Linked DNA regions of Sus scrofa: all the other regions are linked to region 4. A link is a contact called in public Hi-C and HiChIP or PLAC-seq data. All regions are on one chromosome and are shown on one strand. The core of a region is the stretch at or near the end of the contact, and the rest is flanking DNA. Distances in the headings are between cores, read along the strand shown.

What was found. Hi-C and Micro-C count contacts between places; a contact is called where the count stands out from the background. HiChIP or PLAC-seq counts read pairs in DNA pulled down with a chosen protein or histone mark.
Region 1: a contact with region 4 is called in a Hi-C map of skeletal muscle, with 8 times the contacts expected there. The contact joins two enhancer-like sites. A contact is called at or near these places in 1 of 5 promoter capture datasets (liver), 10 of 47 Hi-C or Micro-C datasets (alveolar macrophages, embryonic fibroblasts, liver and 1 more) and 1 of 2 datasets of contacts at active chromatin or transcription factors (skeletal muscle).
Region 2: a contact with region 4 is called in an H3K27ac HiChIP or PLAC-seq map of skeletal muscle. The contact joins two enhancer-like sites. A contact is called at or near these places in 2 of 47 Hi-C or Micro-C datasets (embryonic fibroblasts and heart right ventricle) and 2 of 2 datasets of contacts at active chromatin or transcription factors (alveolar macrophages and skeletal muscle).
Region 3: a Hi-C map of liver shows a contact between it and region 4, with 12 times the contacts expected there. The contact joins two enhancer-like sites. A contact is called at or near these places in 1 of 5 promoter capture datasets (liver) and 3 of 47 Hi-C or Micro-C datasets (all in liver).
Region 5: a Hi-C map of skeletal muscle shows a contact between it and region 4, with 8 times the contacts expected there. The contact joins two enhancer-like sites. A contact is called at or near these places in 3 of 5 promoter capture datasets (fetal liver, fetal skeletal muscle and liver), 20 of 47 Hi-C or Micro-C datasets (alveolar macrophages, embryonic fibroblasts, epiblast stem cells and 9 more) and 1 of 2 datasets of contacts at active chromatin or transcription factors (skeletal muscle).

Annotation. Positions count from the first base shown.
Region 1 is chr1:58,199,871-58,202,570 of Sscrofa11.1, forward strand. The region is part of intron 1 of BACH2 (transcription regulator protein BACH2); the gene reads right to left. Among named protein-coding and RNA genes, the nearest start is that of BACH2, 80 kb to the right of the region's middle. Within about 2 kb of position 1,426, at least 39 of the 83 cell types and tissues checked have an H3K27ac peak or open chromatin away from gene starts, as enhancers often do. A contact at or near this core is called in skeletal muscle, where this site is marked.
Region 2 is chr1:58,342,846-58,345,545 of Sscrofa11.1, forward strand. The region is part of intron 2 of LOC110260365 (a long non-coding RNA gene); the gene reads left to right. Among named protein-coding and RNA genes, the nearest start is that of BACH2, 63 kb to the left of the region's middle. Within about 2 kb of position 1,401, at least 48 of the 83 cell types and tissues checked have an H3K27ac peak or open chromatin away from gene starts, as enhancers often do. A contact at or near this core is called in embryonic fibroblasts and skeletal muscle, where this site is marked.
Region 3 is chr1:58,225,473-58,228,172 of Sscrofa11.1, forward strand. The region is part of intron 1 of BACH2 (transcription regulator protein BACH2); the gene reads right to left. Among named protein-coding and RNA genes, the nearest start is that of BACH2, 55 kb to the right of the region's middle. Within about 2 kb of position 1,304, at least 1 of the 83 cell types and tissues checked has an H3K27ac peak or open chromatin away from gene starts, as enhancers often do. A contact at or near this core is called in liver, where this site is marked.
Region 4 is chr1:57,910,619-57,913,318 of Sscrofa11.1, forward strand. The region is part of intron 4 of BACH2 (transcription regulator protein BACH2); the gene reads right to left. Among named protein-coding and RNA genes, the nearest start is that of GJA10, 32 kb to the left of the region's middle. Within about 2 kb of position 1,418, at least 18 of the 83 cell types and tissues checked have an H3K27ac peak or open chromatin away from gene starts, as enhancers often do. A contact at or near this core is called in embryonic fibroblasts, fetal liver, liver and 1 more, where this site is marked.
Region 5 is chr1:58,269,483-58,272,182 of Sscrofa11.1, forward strand. All of the region lies in intron 1 of BACH2 (transcription regulator protein BACH2), which reads right to left. Among named protein-coding and RNA genes, the nearest start is that of BACH2, 11 kb to the right of the region's middle. Within about 2 kb of position 1,324, at least 17 of the 83 cell types and tissues checked have an H3K27ac peak or open chromatin away from gene starts, as enhancers often do. A contact at or near this core is called in embryonic fibroblasts, fetal liver, liver and 1 more, where this site is marked.

The DNA.
Region 1 (2,700 bases), core at 176-2,675, 290 kb after region 4:
TTCCTCTGGGAAGAAACATCCATTAATCCTCAGAAGAGAGGAGTTCCTGCTGTGGCTCGGTGGTAAGGAATCCAATTAGTATCCATAAGGATGCAGGTTTGATCAGTAGGTCAAGAATCCAGCATTGCCACAAGTTGCAGCGTAGGCTACCGATGTGGCTCGGAACCTGTGTTGCTGTGGCTGTGGTGCAGGCCAGTAGCTACAACTCCTATTCAACCCCTAGCCCAGGAACCTCCATATGCTGCAGGCGTGGCCTTGAAAAGCAAAAAAAAAAAAAAAAAAAAAAAAAAGGCCTCAGAAGACAGCTTTCATTTGGCATGATGGGCCCCTGCCAAAAGCAATCTCTGGGATTCATGTTGACCTCTGTTTTCCTGAGGCTTGAATTCTGCGTTTTCCAACACTAGCTTCTCCACCGTGTGGCTTGCTCTTTATGAGGGGGCCCTGTGCCCTAATGTTTGCTTCTACTAGGGCCTGGGGGCTTTCCACGCTCTTGCATCAGTTTAGCATCTACGTCAAAATAACTGAAGTTTCCACATCTCACAGGTAGTGTAACTAGGGACCCCACAGCTATTCAAACAACAGAACACCCGGCCCTGTGCCCCAAACACTCACACTCACAGCTGCACACAGACCCTGGGGATTCACCTTGCTGTGTTTGGCCTACAGTTCCTGTGAGAGCATAAACACCACAGCCCCCAAAGCCCACGGCTGAGTTTGTGGCATCAAAGTTTTCTGGCACCTGGGAATTTTTCTTTCCTGCCTCTGAGCTCACAATGCACTTATGATTTGCTATTCTGGCCAACACACCTAAGAATTTGGGGAGGGGGGTTGGAGGGGGGTGGAGTGGGGCTGGGGGTTACCAAGGGCCCAGGTGGCACCAGCTCAGTATACCATTCTGCCAGAAGTTCCAGTTTGAGGTGTGCTAAACTCAATTCTGCCATATTCAGTGGTCCCCTCTATGGCCATTTGGCTGTAACTCAGGCTGGAGCCAGAAACATGTTCTTTGTAGCACAGGCTGTCTTATTGTGACTCATGCCTCAACTCTTCCTCGTAGTGGAGTGATGCTGGGTGAGGGTGCACTGAAGGGTCAGGCCAGGCATTAAGAAAGCATCCCCAGCCAGCACGGGCAGTGCAGACACTTACCCCAAGGAAGGAGTCACCTGCCTGCCCTTTCTAGCTAAGTCTATCCCGGGTTCAGGAAGGTGCCTTATGTTACCCTGGCAGTGATTTGGAACTGGACGACCTCCCGATGACGTTTTGGTAGCAAGGGAGAGGCAGAGAGACAAGGCATGAAACCAGAACACAGCCACCTCCCCACACGACAACTGTGGTGTGGAGAGGGGCCGCCCTCTCCAACAGCAGCCAAGAGAACAGCCCCAGAAAACCCTTCCAGCCGCTGACCTGGAGGCCTCGTCCCAGGGGATCCTCTGATCTCATTACAGCAGTCGACACTAGTCCTCACAAAACAAACAGAGGAAATTTATGCCTGCCTTAGCCTGTGGAGAGCTCCACATTCCTGGCTTAACGAGAGTTCCAGCTTCGGAGACCACAGCCACTGGGATGGGAGGATGTCTGCTTCGATCCAAAGAAAGAACTGTGGTCGTGCCTCTTACCCTCTTTCTGGGGCTGCAGAGGAAGGCGGTGAGCCTGGAGGGAGCCACTGAACTGGGGGCCCAGGACTCTGCTCAGGTCTCTAAAGACAAGTTCCCTTTCTTCTTATGTCAGCACCCCCAGACGCAGTCAGTGGGGGCCATTTCTTCTGGAACAGCCCTGGGAAAGCGCAGCCTTGAAGAGTTCCACCTGCTAAGGCCGGAAGCCCAAGAGAGAGGCTGTCCTGTGTAACCCAACTCCAGGTCATCTGGTGGGAACTTTTTTTTTTTTTCTCCGAAAGTAGCCTTGCTTGAGCCTTGGAAAACTTGATCTAACTCGGGGTTTCCATTTTTAGAATAAATGGCAGGAGGGAAAGTGTTCAGGACGTAGAGGGTGAACTTCCAAACCAAAATAAGAACAGAGTGGGGGGTGATCTCACCTCTGCTCGCTGCCCCCCACCAGGAGACACCTGCCATGAATGTAGACATTCTTGATTGTTACAACTGGGGGAGAATAGCATCTAGCAGGTAGGGGATAGGATCTTGCTAAACATCCTACCAGGCACAAAACAGCTTCCACAATAAGAACTGTCTGCTCTAAAATGTCAACAGTGCTGAAGCTGAGAAATCCCGATGGAGAGGGGACACTGGAGGACGATGGTAGATTTAAAATAATGACCATTCTTCATCATATGACAATAGTGTTGATATCACGCTGTCCAAATGTGCACAAATCACCACCACAAAAATGTATCAGTTCTCTTTTGAAGCGAAATAAATGAAAACTGTGTTGTAACCTTGCAGTCGGATCACTGAAGCTGCCTAGAAAACAGTGGAGCAGTTTCAATTTTAGACGGTTCGTCAGCACCGTCGTGAGTGCTGTGTTCACTCCAGGTTAAGGTGTGATCTGCGTGCTTACTGTCATAATTCAGAGGTGACTACTGACGGAAGGAATTCATGAGCTCACTTGCATGATCACCATAACCACACATGTAACCTGAGCAGATCTCGGTCTGGGAAAAAAAATGGCAGAATGTTTCAACTTTCAAAATACCAACAAAATATGAGGAACCGTGGTGATGTTGACCTACATTCTGGGGAAGTTTAAAAA
Region 2 (2,700 bases), core at 151-2,650, 430 kb after region 4:
CTTGGCTATTGTAAACACTGCTGCAATGAACATGGGGGTGCATGTACCTTTTTGAGTTAATGTTTTCATTTTCTTCAGATGAATACCCAGGAGTGGAATGGCTGGGTTGTATGGTAGTTTAATCTTTAATTTTTTGGGGGAGTCACCACCGTAGTGTTCTCTGTAGTGGCTGTACCAGTTTACATTCCCACCAACAGTGCATGAGCTTTCTCTCTTTTCCACATTCTCACAAACACGTTTTTTGTTGTCCTTTTGATAATAATTTTACTGACAGGTGTGAAAGTGGCATCTCATTGTGGTTTTGATTTGCATTTCCCTGATGATTAGTGATATTGGGCATCTTTTCATGTACCTGTTGGCCATCTGTATGTCTTCTTTGGGAAAATGTTTATTCATATCCTCTGTCCCTTTTTTAAAATTGGGTTATTTGTTTTTTTGCTATTGAGCTGTATGAGTTCTTTATGTATTTTGAATATTAATCCCTTATCAGGTAATGTGATTTGCAAATATTTTCTCCCATTCAGTAGGTTGCCTTTTCATTTTGTTGATAGTTTCACTTCTCCAATTTCTATTTCCATAATATTGGTACCCACTCATGGAAGAAGAAAGAGAAAAAATCTCAAAAAGTGCTGGCCAGATACTCATAAAAAATTCTTCTTAAAAATATTACAAATATTCAAAATGTTTCAATCTATCAGCCTTGGAGAAAAAAAATATTTCCCCATTAAAGAACTAAACATCTTGTGGTTATGATATGTTGGTAGAGAAAATATCTTTAAGCACACTTTTTAAAAAATCATGTAAGAATAAGCTTAGAGGTTTATTTGCTTTACCCTTTATTGATAGAAATAAGTCTTGGGTGCTATTTGGTCATGCAAATTGAGTCCCTGTGGGAGCCTGGCTGGTCACAGGGGGTGGGCTCTGCTCCAGTGTCCTCCTTTCTGGAACATCATTCAGCTCCTTCCCTCTTGTTTTCCCTGGATTCTTTAGCAGAAGTCTTCCGGTTTGGGGAGAGAGTTTTCTTAGCCCACACGTGCTGCTTTTTTTTTTTTTTTTTTTTTTTTTTTTTTGCAGTAATCATGCCACCTTACTGCCTTTTTTGCAGTAATCATGCTAGCTAGCTCAAGGTTGAGAAAGCTTAATAAAACTTAACATTTGGGCTCCTGATGACTAGCCAGCTCACACGCTGCTGAGTAAGCAAGATGCATCCTCTTTGGGGATTCAGAAAGAATCCTTGACTGTCCCCTTAAGAAAGTATTAAAGAAGCTCGGGAGAACGGAGCAAAACAAAACACACAACGAAAGACACTGTGTGCTGTAAGTAAGCAGCAGGCATGTACTGGTCAAGGAATTAGATTACTCAAGGTGGTGACTCATTCCGCAACTATGTAGTGTTTGCGGTTGAAGAGAAACCTTTGCCAGAGAATGACTAAAATCTATTGGCAGCGTCTTTAAAGGAATCATGACTGGGCCTAAACCAGTGAATACGCAAGTGTGCTTTTTTTTGTCTTCGTCTTTTACTGATTCAGGACTGAGAGTAAGAAAATACCATCCCTGTTGACGTCTGCTGTTACGGCACGGTCTCCGGGGCATTCCCAGCAACTGTTCTCACAGGGCCGCGGCCAGACACACAGCTCCCTGTTTGGCCGTGGTCATGTACGTGTGTGTGTGGTTAGCAGAATGAAGAAAGCTGACTTTTACAGATTGTTAGAGGCATTTGGTTTTGATAATTTAAAGATAAGCCTAGAGGAGAAAATCCCCAAATTTGGTTATTGTTTCAGTTTTCTGTGGATGACATAACAAAGTGCTACAAACGGAGTGGCTTACACAACCATTTATTGGCTCAGTTCTAGAGGCTAGAAGTCCAAGATCAAGGTGTCAGCAGGCTGGGTTCCTTTTTTTAGGGCTGCACCCCTGGCATATGGAGGTTCCCAGGCTAGGGGTCCAATCGGAGCTACAGGTACTGGCCTATCCCATGGCCACAGCAACATGGGATCTGAGCCCTGTCTGCGACCCACACCACAGCTCATGACAACGCCAAATCCTTAACCTACTGAGGGAGGCCAGGGATCATACCCACAACCTCATGGTTACTAGTCGGATTCATTTCTGCTGTGCCACAATGGGAACTCCAGGGTGAGTTCCTTTCTAGGGCTGGAAAGGAGGATCTTTTCCATGCCTCTCTCCTAGCTTCTGGGGATTTGCAGGCAGACTGGGGTGTTTCTCGATTTGAGGAAGCATCACCCTGACCACTGCCTTCAACTTCACATTGCGTCTCTTTGTGTGTATCTGTCTTCAAATTTCCTCTTTTTATAAGGACACCAGTCATATTGGCTTAGAGGCCCACCCTGCTCCAGTATGACCTCATCTCAACTAATTACATCTTTGGTGACTCCATCTCCAAACAAGATCACATTTTGAGATCCTGGGGGTTAGTGCTTCAACAGGTGAATTTTGGGGGAGGACAACAAAATTCAGCCCATAGCAGTTGCTTATTTATCAGCTAGAGATAATTCATTACAAAAGTAATAGACTAATTTAAAATTCCATGGTAGTCAGTGTTAGTCTCTTTATTAAGTCCAGAAGCAAAGGTCAGAATTCTAAAAAAGTCTAAATATATTTCACATGTATGAGGAGTAATTATGGAGTTCCTGTCGTGGCACAGTGGAAACGAATCCGACATGAGGATTCATGGGGTTGC
Region 3 (2,700 bases), core at 54-2,553, 310 kb after region 4:
GCTTGAGAGGGGCTCTTGATGGCTTTCAAACCACTGGTGCGAATGTTCTCCAGGCGAAGTAACTTGACAACTCTTGTAAATTGCCTTTTTTTGGGGGGCTGAACCCGACACAAATGAAGTTCCCAGGCTAAGGGTTGAATCGGAGCTACAGCTGCCGGCCTCCACCACAGCCACAGCAACACAGGATCTGAACCTTATCTGTGACCTACACCACAGCTCGTGGCAACACTGAATCCTTAACCCACTAAGTGAGGCCAGGGTTCGAACCCACATCCTCGTGGATCCTAGTAGGGTTCATTAACCGCTGAGCCATGAAGGGAACTCCAGTTGCCTCATTTAAAAAAAATATTCTTGTAGCTTATTTATTTTAGACATGGTGTTTGCACCTCTTAATTCCCTCCCCCGTCCTCTCCCTGCTGGGAATCACTAGTTTGTTCTCTACATCTGCAAGTCTGATAAATTGCTTTTAATTAAACTAATACTTACATCTTTTCCCATGACGAGCTGGAGCTTTCTCAGAATGTGAGAAGCAATGACCTGTTTCCTCGCTGGTGGACTAGGAGGTGTAATATTGCCATAGATGGGGCTCATCTCCTATTCATTTATATTTAAGAATGTACTGGAGTTCCCATCATGGTGCAGTGGTTAACGAACCCGACTAGGAACCATGAAGTTTTGGGTTCAATCCCTGGCCTTGCTCAGTGGGTTAAGGACCTGGTATTGCCGTGAGCTGTGGTGTAGGTCGCAGACGCGGCTCGGATCCCGAGTTGCTGTAGGCCGGTGGCTACGCTCAGATTAGACCCCTAGCCTGGGAACCTCCATATGCCACAGAAGTGGCCACAAAAAGAAAAAAAAAAGAATGTACTTCTCGTGAGTCTGAGAACCCTAAAAAGCACACACTGACACTCTTTATTTTGAAAATTAAGAAAAAATATACTTTTTAATACAAAATCAGAATTGCAAAGTTAGGAGCAGTGGAAATAAATCCAACTAGTAAATGAGGTTTCAGGTTCGATCCCTGGCCTCTATCAGGGGACTGAGGTCTGGCGTTGCTGTGAGCTGTGGCATAGGCTGGCGGCTGTAGCTTCGATTTGACCCCCTAGCCTGGGAACTTCCATATGCCACGGGTGCGGCCCTGAAAAAAAAAAAAAAAAGAATTGCAAAGTTAAACAACCACTAACTCAAACGCCATCTTTAAAGCATAAGAAACAGTAGGTTAGTTGTTGCTCTAAATTTTTCTCACTGAAAGCCACTGGGACATTTGCTGATCAATGCGACAATGATACCTGGATTCCAGTCAATAGACAACTCAGTGTGTATGGGATGTGCCAAGAACAGCCTTGCAACCGCTCAACCCTGGATCTGAGAGGTCCTTGAGCCACCAACCCAGGAATCTTTGAAATTAGGGTTGGCAGATTTCGTTTTCTGTTAGCAGGGAACATTCTGGCAGGAAACCAAGAACCTCAATCCCCTTCAAACAATGAATTCAGCCACAATCTTGACTTCCAGACAGAAGAAGTAAATCATATTAACAGCTGAGAAGAGGTTATGAACTTTCAGTTTGAAGGTCAACGAGAAAAGAAAACAAGAGAAAGATCAACTGAAAATGTCACGGGTGAACCTGAACCAGGTGCCAGCTCTAGGATTACAGCAAGGTCCTGGCAAGGCAGTAAAGGGATATGGCCCCTCTATGAAACATTAGGATGCTCTGCTTCTGGAACTGTGTATGTATGGATGTTCACATGTCAATAATCTGTGGCAATAAGCACTTTCTTATAACTACATATGACTAAGATGCAAATCTTCCCTATATGGCTAAGAGATGGCCTTATCTTCTATATGACTGAGGGATGATGCTTATCTTTGGTGGGATTGAAGATCATGTTTGTTTTTCCACCATAAGTATATAAGCAGATACATATACTTTTTCTAAAAAGAAAACTGTATAAAGATTAGTCAAATAATAGGATGGCAAGAAAAACAAATACATGAATCGATCCCAGAACAAAATTCTACTACAACTGCAGATTTGCTGAATAAAATAAAGATCAAAAAATTAATTTTATAAGTCACAGGTATGTCATAACCTTAAAAAGTTCTATTTGCACTAGTTACATCCTAGGTCAAAAGATGTTTCATTCAAAACATTTTGGAGTAAATACAAAATATTGTCTTTAGTATATAATTTGTATTAAATATTAAAAAGTTCAGCACAGGCTAATCCTTTTTTTTTGTGTTTTTTGTTTTTTTGTTTTTTTTTTGGTCTTTTGCCTATTTAGGGCTATACCCGTGGCATATGGAGGTTCCCAGGCTAGGGGTCTAATTGGAGCTACAACTGCCGGCCTATGCCATGGCTACAGCAACACCAGATCAGAGCCTCGTCTGCAACCTACACCACAGCTCATGGCAACACCAAATCCTCAACCCACTGAGCAAGGCCAGGGATTGAACCCACAACCTCCGGGTTCCTAGTTGGATTTGTTTCCACTGCACCATGACAGGAACTCCACAGGCTAATCCTTTTGAAAGGTTATTTTGCTTCATAAAAATGTGAAGTAGGTTATAAAGTTAATTCTCAGATTAATGAGGGATGTTTTAGGCTTCAAGGAGGTAAACCAAGTTATTCAAAGATTTTACTTTAAATGGTATGATTCTGAACTATAATGTATGTGATGAATTTTTCAAACATTTTGAAAATAT
Region 4 (2,700 bases), core at 168-2,667:
CAACTCAGGATCCAAGCCGTGTCTGCGACCTACCCACAGCTCAGGGCAATGCCAGATCCTTAAGCCACTGAGCGAGGCCAGGGATCGAACCCACAACCTCGCGGTTCCTAGTCGGATTCGTTTCTGCTGCACCATGACAGGAACTCCCTGAAGCCACAATGTTTTGAGGTTGAACTGTTATATAGCAACGGGTAACTGATGCAGACACTACTGCCGTCAGAGTCCTACTTTCAAACTCTTGACAAGTAGGTCAGCATCATCCAGAGAGTGGACACTAGTCTCTTCATGGACAGTTCTGTGTCCTCCTTGTATTCCTTTAAATGTTTGTTTACAACCCTGTGGTGGTTTGAAATATTTCTTAGGTAAAGAGCCGCTGTTCTCTTGGGCCTCCTCGGCACCCATGAGGTAGAGAACGCAGGCCAGCACTTTCCAGCATTCTGCCACTGCCCTCTCCAAGACCCCTGCTGATGAGGCAGAGATTTCAGGCGTCAGCTCTGATCCTGCTCAGAAGCTTCTGGAAGAGGAAGGTTGCATGTTTCTTAACAGTATTTCCCAACTCAGCCGGCTGAACTCGTCACACTAGCGTCTGCTTTAGATGGACCAGCAGATGGCACTATTAACCCAAGCTTCCTTCAGGCGCCAGCCCAGCGCTGTCCAATGCAAACAACGTGAGCTGAGCGTGTGATTTTACATCTTCTAGTAGCACCGTCAAAAGAAGTGAAAAGAAGCAGGTGAAATGAATTTTAATAACATATTCAATTGACTCCAACGGAACCAAACTATTTTCAACATATAATTAACACAGAAATGATTGCAAGAGTTCACCTTGTGAGGGATCCCAAAATTTCAAATTCCAAGGGGTGTTTTACCCATGGGGGTGCATCACGATTCAGACCAGCCTCATTTCTAGGGCTCAGCAGCCACGTGTACTGGACACTACAGCTTTAGAAGGTGGAACAAGTGGACTTGAGTGAATTTAAGTAACCAGAAAAACAGAGGCAGATCTGGATTTAACTGATCAGAATAGTTTTGGGTGAAGAAATCAGGCCCTCATTAATATTCAGGAGCTGCAGTGTTATGTCTGGATTGTTCAGGGGAGTGAGAGGAAGATATTTTATTCTGAGCTCAGGCTTTTCCTTCGGTTGCATCAGACATAGGCAGACGTGAGTCTGGATCCCGGCATTTGTGGCTAGTTAATCCCCATACACAAAGGCAATCCTAGGAACCCGATCTTTTGTCTTTCCGCTGCTGCAATGGCTTAGTCAGGTTACTCCATAGCTCTGAGCCTGCTAGACGTGGCATTTGCTGAAGGCTCCCAGTGGGTGCTCTGATTGAATTCCATAGGGTAAACTCCGTCCCTTGACACCTGTCAAATCCTGCCTGGCCCAGGAGAGCAAGATCGCAATGGTGCACATGACACCACACTCGGCTCAGCCCTGCTCCGACCGCTAAAGACAGGCAGTCAGGACAAACAGTTCCTTGTTACAGGCCCGGGAAAGGGCTTTGTCCAGGGGCTGTGTTTGCACAGGGCTTATAATGATATGAAAGAATGTTTGATTTCCCTTGTATACCCTTTGGATAACAAACAGACACTCAGATCCTGGATGGTGCCTAAACAGCACAGAGGTCTGCTGTTGGGGACACGGATGTTTCCACACCAGGCAGAAGCCTTGTTTGCACAGCAGGGGTTACGGCATTTTGGGCCTCGTGGCATCTTCCCCACAGCTGACAACAAAGCAATTCTGCTTCTGCTCTAAATTGTATTTACTTATGTTCAGCAAGAATATATACCCATAGTTCAGGCCATGGGCAAAGTCCAAAAGCCTTCCATACCAGGAGCTACTGTATTTAAAATCCTCCAGACAGCAAATCTAATACACGACGGAAACAGGACAGAGGCTGACAGGAAAGAGGAAAAATCAACAATGCTGGTTTCAAAGTCCTTGAAGCAAAAGGCCATATAACATGTCAGCAGAGCTGTTGCAACTCAAGCTGCTTTGCAAAGAGGTCAAAGGAAACTTGTTAGCTATAGACATTTTTCCCTGTGAAAAAAAACCCCAAAGCCCAAGGACCCTTGTTTCTTTCTAGAAGGTGCTTCTACCCCTCTAGCAAGGGAGGACTTACCCCACGTACCAAAGGGAAGCCCCTGACATGTTCTTGGAAAGGCAGTGGTAACTTCACCACAGCTATGTGCTGATTTCAGGGTAGCAGGTTCCAAGTGGATGGGCGTTTGCCCCTGGAATAAACAAGAGCCACAGGCCCTCTATGGAGCTGGGACAACTTTGCTTTCCCTGGTTGGCAGGCACCCCCACATTCCCCAAAGGGGTTTACAAGTCAGCTAATGGGACTTGGCCTTGGACATTGAGAAGGCTGAGGCCTCCTTGCCTTTCTTCTGGCAAATTCTTACACCCCAGCTAGGCCCAGTAGGGCTTCACCTCCTATTTACTGTCCCACCAACTCAGGGTTTTACGTCTCAGCAGTGGTTTGGTTTTCCTTACCCGGACCCTCATAAACAGTGAGGTGGCAAGATGGAGAGCCCTGCTGACCACCACCACCAGCTCTGAACAGCAGGGGCACCAACGTCTTTAGACCTGGGGCAGCCACACAGGTGCCGTCTCACTTGGGTTCACTATGGAGACTCACCAAGGGTCAGGGGCAGCCATCGCTAGTTTAACCTGTTACTGCTGGAATTCCTGCCAT
Region 5 (2,700 bases), core at 74-2,573, 360 kb after region 4:
TCCCTCAAAACACAGCCCCGACAGGAGATGCTTAGCGCACAGATTTCTAAAGCATGAAATGATCTGAGTTTGGTGATTTGGTCATAACGAAACTAAAAACAGTAAGATGAGAAAACAAGAGTGTGATCATCACACCTACAAAAAACAACTTTATACTTGGGTGAAATCAAGAGATCAGAAAAAAAAAAGCTCAAACTAATATTTTCCAACCTTTCACTAACAGCTAGGGCTAAAAAACCACATGTTTTGAAGGTCTTGCACTGTGTTATTATTAGAAGTCACAATTCTATTGATACTGATGAGTCATTTGTATCGGCGGAAACCAAGAACTTCCATCAACATCATGTTACACACAGTCACTGTGGCTTGGCTCTTTCTTTATTACTGGTCAAAGCTGCTTCAGAATGCTTATTGAAGCTAAAAAAAAAAAAAAAAAAAAGAAGAAGAAGAAGAAAGAAAGAAAAAGAAAAAGAAGAAAAAGGAGGCAACCTCCTCAGGGCTGTGCAAAGCGTCCTTTTCCCCAGCCGATCTCACTCTAATCATCCTTCTCCAGAGAGTTTAGGATGATCTGATCAACATGTATCTACAAGAGGAAGTTTATTTGTAAACCTCAAAAAAGTAACATTTTCACTTTCTGAGGAACATAAGCAACACTGAGCTCCAAAAACAAACAGCGAAACCATTTCTGAAAACACATGCCAGCTTGAAAAGTACCTGAGGTCAGGTTTGGGTTTTGTTCCGTTTTGTTTTTTCACCTTAATAACATGCAACGGATAGAAACAAAAAGTGTCATCATTTAAGGACCTGAACCTCACACAACAATGTGGGGCTGGCCGCTGAGCACCCTGTGCCCACTGCCCTGCTCCGGGCACACGCGCCCCACTCATGCAAGGAGAAGTAGGTCAGGTCCAGGTCACATCAGGAAAGCCTAAGTTAAATGTTCGGGAAAGTTCCCTCTGGTGCTGAGGAGGAAATAACAGCAGAGCTCCTTTCCCTTATTCTCATCCCCATTCCCTTCTCCCCAGGAAGAGTCCCAGAAAATTTTTAAAAGGAAGGAAAAATGGGTTTTCTTGAGGGCTTCCCAGAAATACTGTGATTCTTAAGCCGTCTCTGCAAAGGCAGAAATATGCCCAATTTTCTACCCTGCAACCAAAGGTGGTGTTTGGCTGCTGGGGGGAGAAGGGAACCCAGCCCGGTGGTGATCCCAGATCTGAAAATAGCCTCCCGGGCGGCTAACTGGCCGAGGTACCCTCCAAGGTGGCGCTGGTGCTGTGGGCAGATACAGTGGGGCCAGCTGAGGGCTGTAACAGCTGCATGAGTCAGCACTCACTTCTGGTAGGAAACTGCTGACAAGCTGAGTCACTTGCGCAGACAGAAGGTGCACACACCTACCCGGCAGAAATAAAAACAAGGTACATGCAAATTGGCAAACAGGAACCTCTCTCCCCTTGCAGTTCCTATTTTCCAAGGTTAAACCCCCAATAGACATAATCTACGGTTATTAATAGTAGTCACAACCAACAATAATAAATAGTGGTAATAAACAACTCGCTCTCGGTGTTGTGATGTGTGCAACAGCTGCATTCAAATCTCACGAGCCAGTTAATTTTAACCGGTTTTCATTTTAACAGGATTTAACTGCTTTTCCTCCCTTCTGAAAAAAATCAAAATAGTTGCCCTATCGACCACAAAAACTGGTAACAGACAAGCACAGTTCCTGTTTTTCAGAGGGTACTTACTTTCAAACCCACAATATCGAGATGCTTAACATCAGTGGAAATTTTAAATGTATTGTTTGATGTGGGAGCTGCAGCCTGTACATGAATTCAGATCCCACAAATGTTCTGGAGGAATCACATCTCAGGCCGGGTCCTATATGTCTTTCATCTCTCTTCTCTCATTTAACACCAGATTCAAAAATCTACAGGAAAATGGGTTATCTGGAACCCAGAACACATTTTCCCACAGAAAGAACACCATGTTCAGGGTACTCCATGAAAGCTGCCTCGAAGTTAAAATAGGAGCGAGAGGTTAAATGTGCAGTTTAAAAAGAGAAAGTAACACTGTAATAGTTCCAAAGCCAATTAAAAGCTAAAGAAAACACTCTCGATTGACTGCGTGTGAGGAAACATCTAATTAGAGGAAGGTGAGGGGACAGCTTTCTAAATGAGACTTTGGGACCGTCTAGTTTCACTCTGGTTCTCTAATATGACTTAAACGGCTAATTTCACTTTAAAATGCATGATGTTCTCTTTGGCATAACATCACTAGGAAAACCTTCGTCAGTAGTGAGAACTGATTTTTCATTTTTATTTTAAAGTTCTAAAAATTTTTTATTTTTTTGCCCCGAAAAAACTGATCCAGGGTTAGAAGAGAAAAAAGAAAAGAAGAAGGGCTACAAAGACAGGGGTACCAGAGAGAGGGGAACAGAAAGAAAGGGAGTCAGAGAGAGAGGAAGGCTCAAAGGCATAACAGAGCACAGAGGAAAAGTAGGAATTAGGGAGAGGTTCCCCCACTAAGTGCACTCCCAGTGAGGGGGGATCCTCCTCACCCCGCTGCTCAGTGATCTGACCTACAGCAAAAGAAGGTTGAGAGGCCGGCACGACAGTTCTACAGACTGGCACTAGATGGCGCCATCAACTCAACATAGCATGGTTGCTGGGGGTGTTTGTGTGAGGCAGGGGTAGAAGGGAAGGAAGG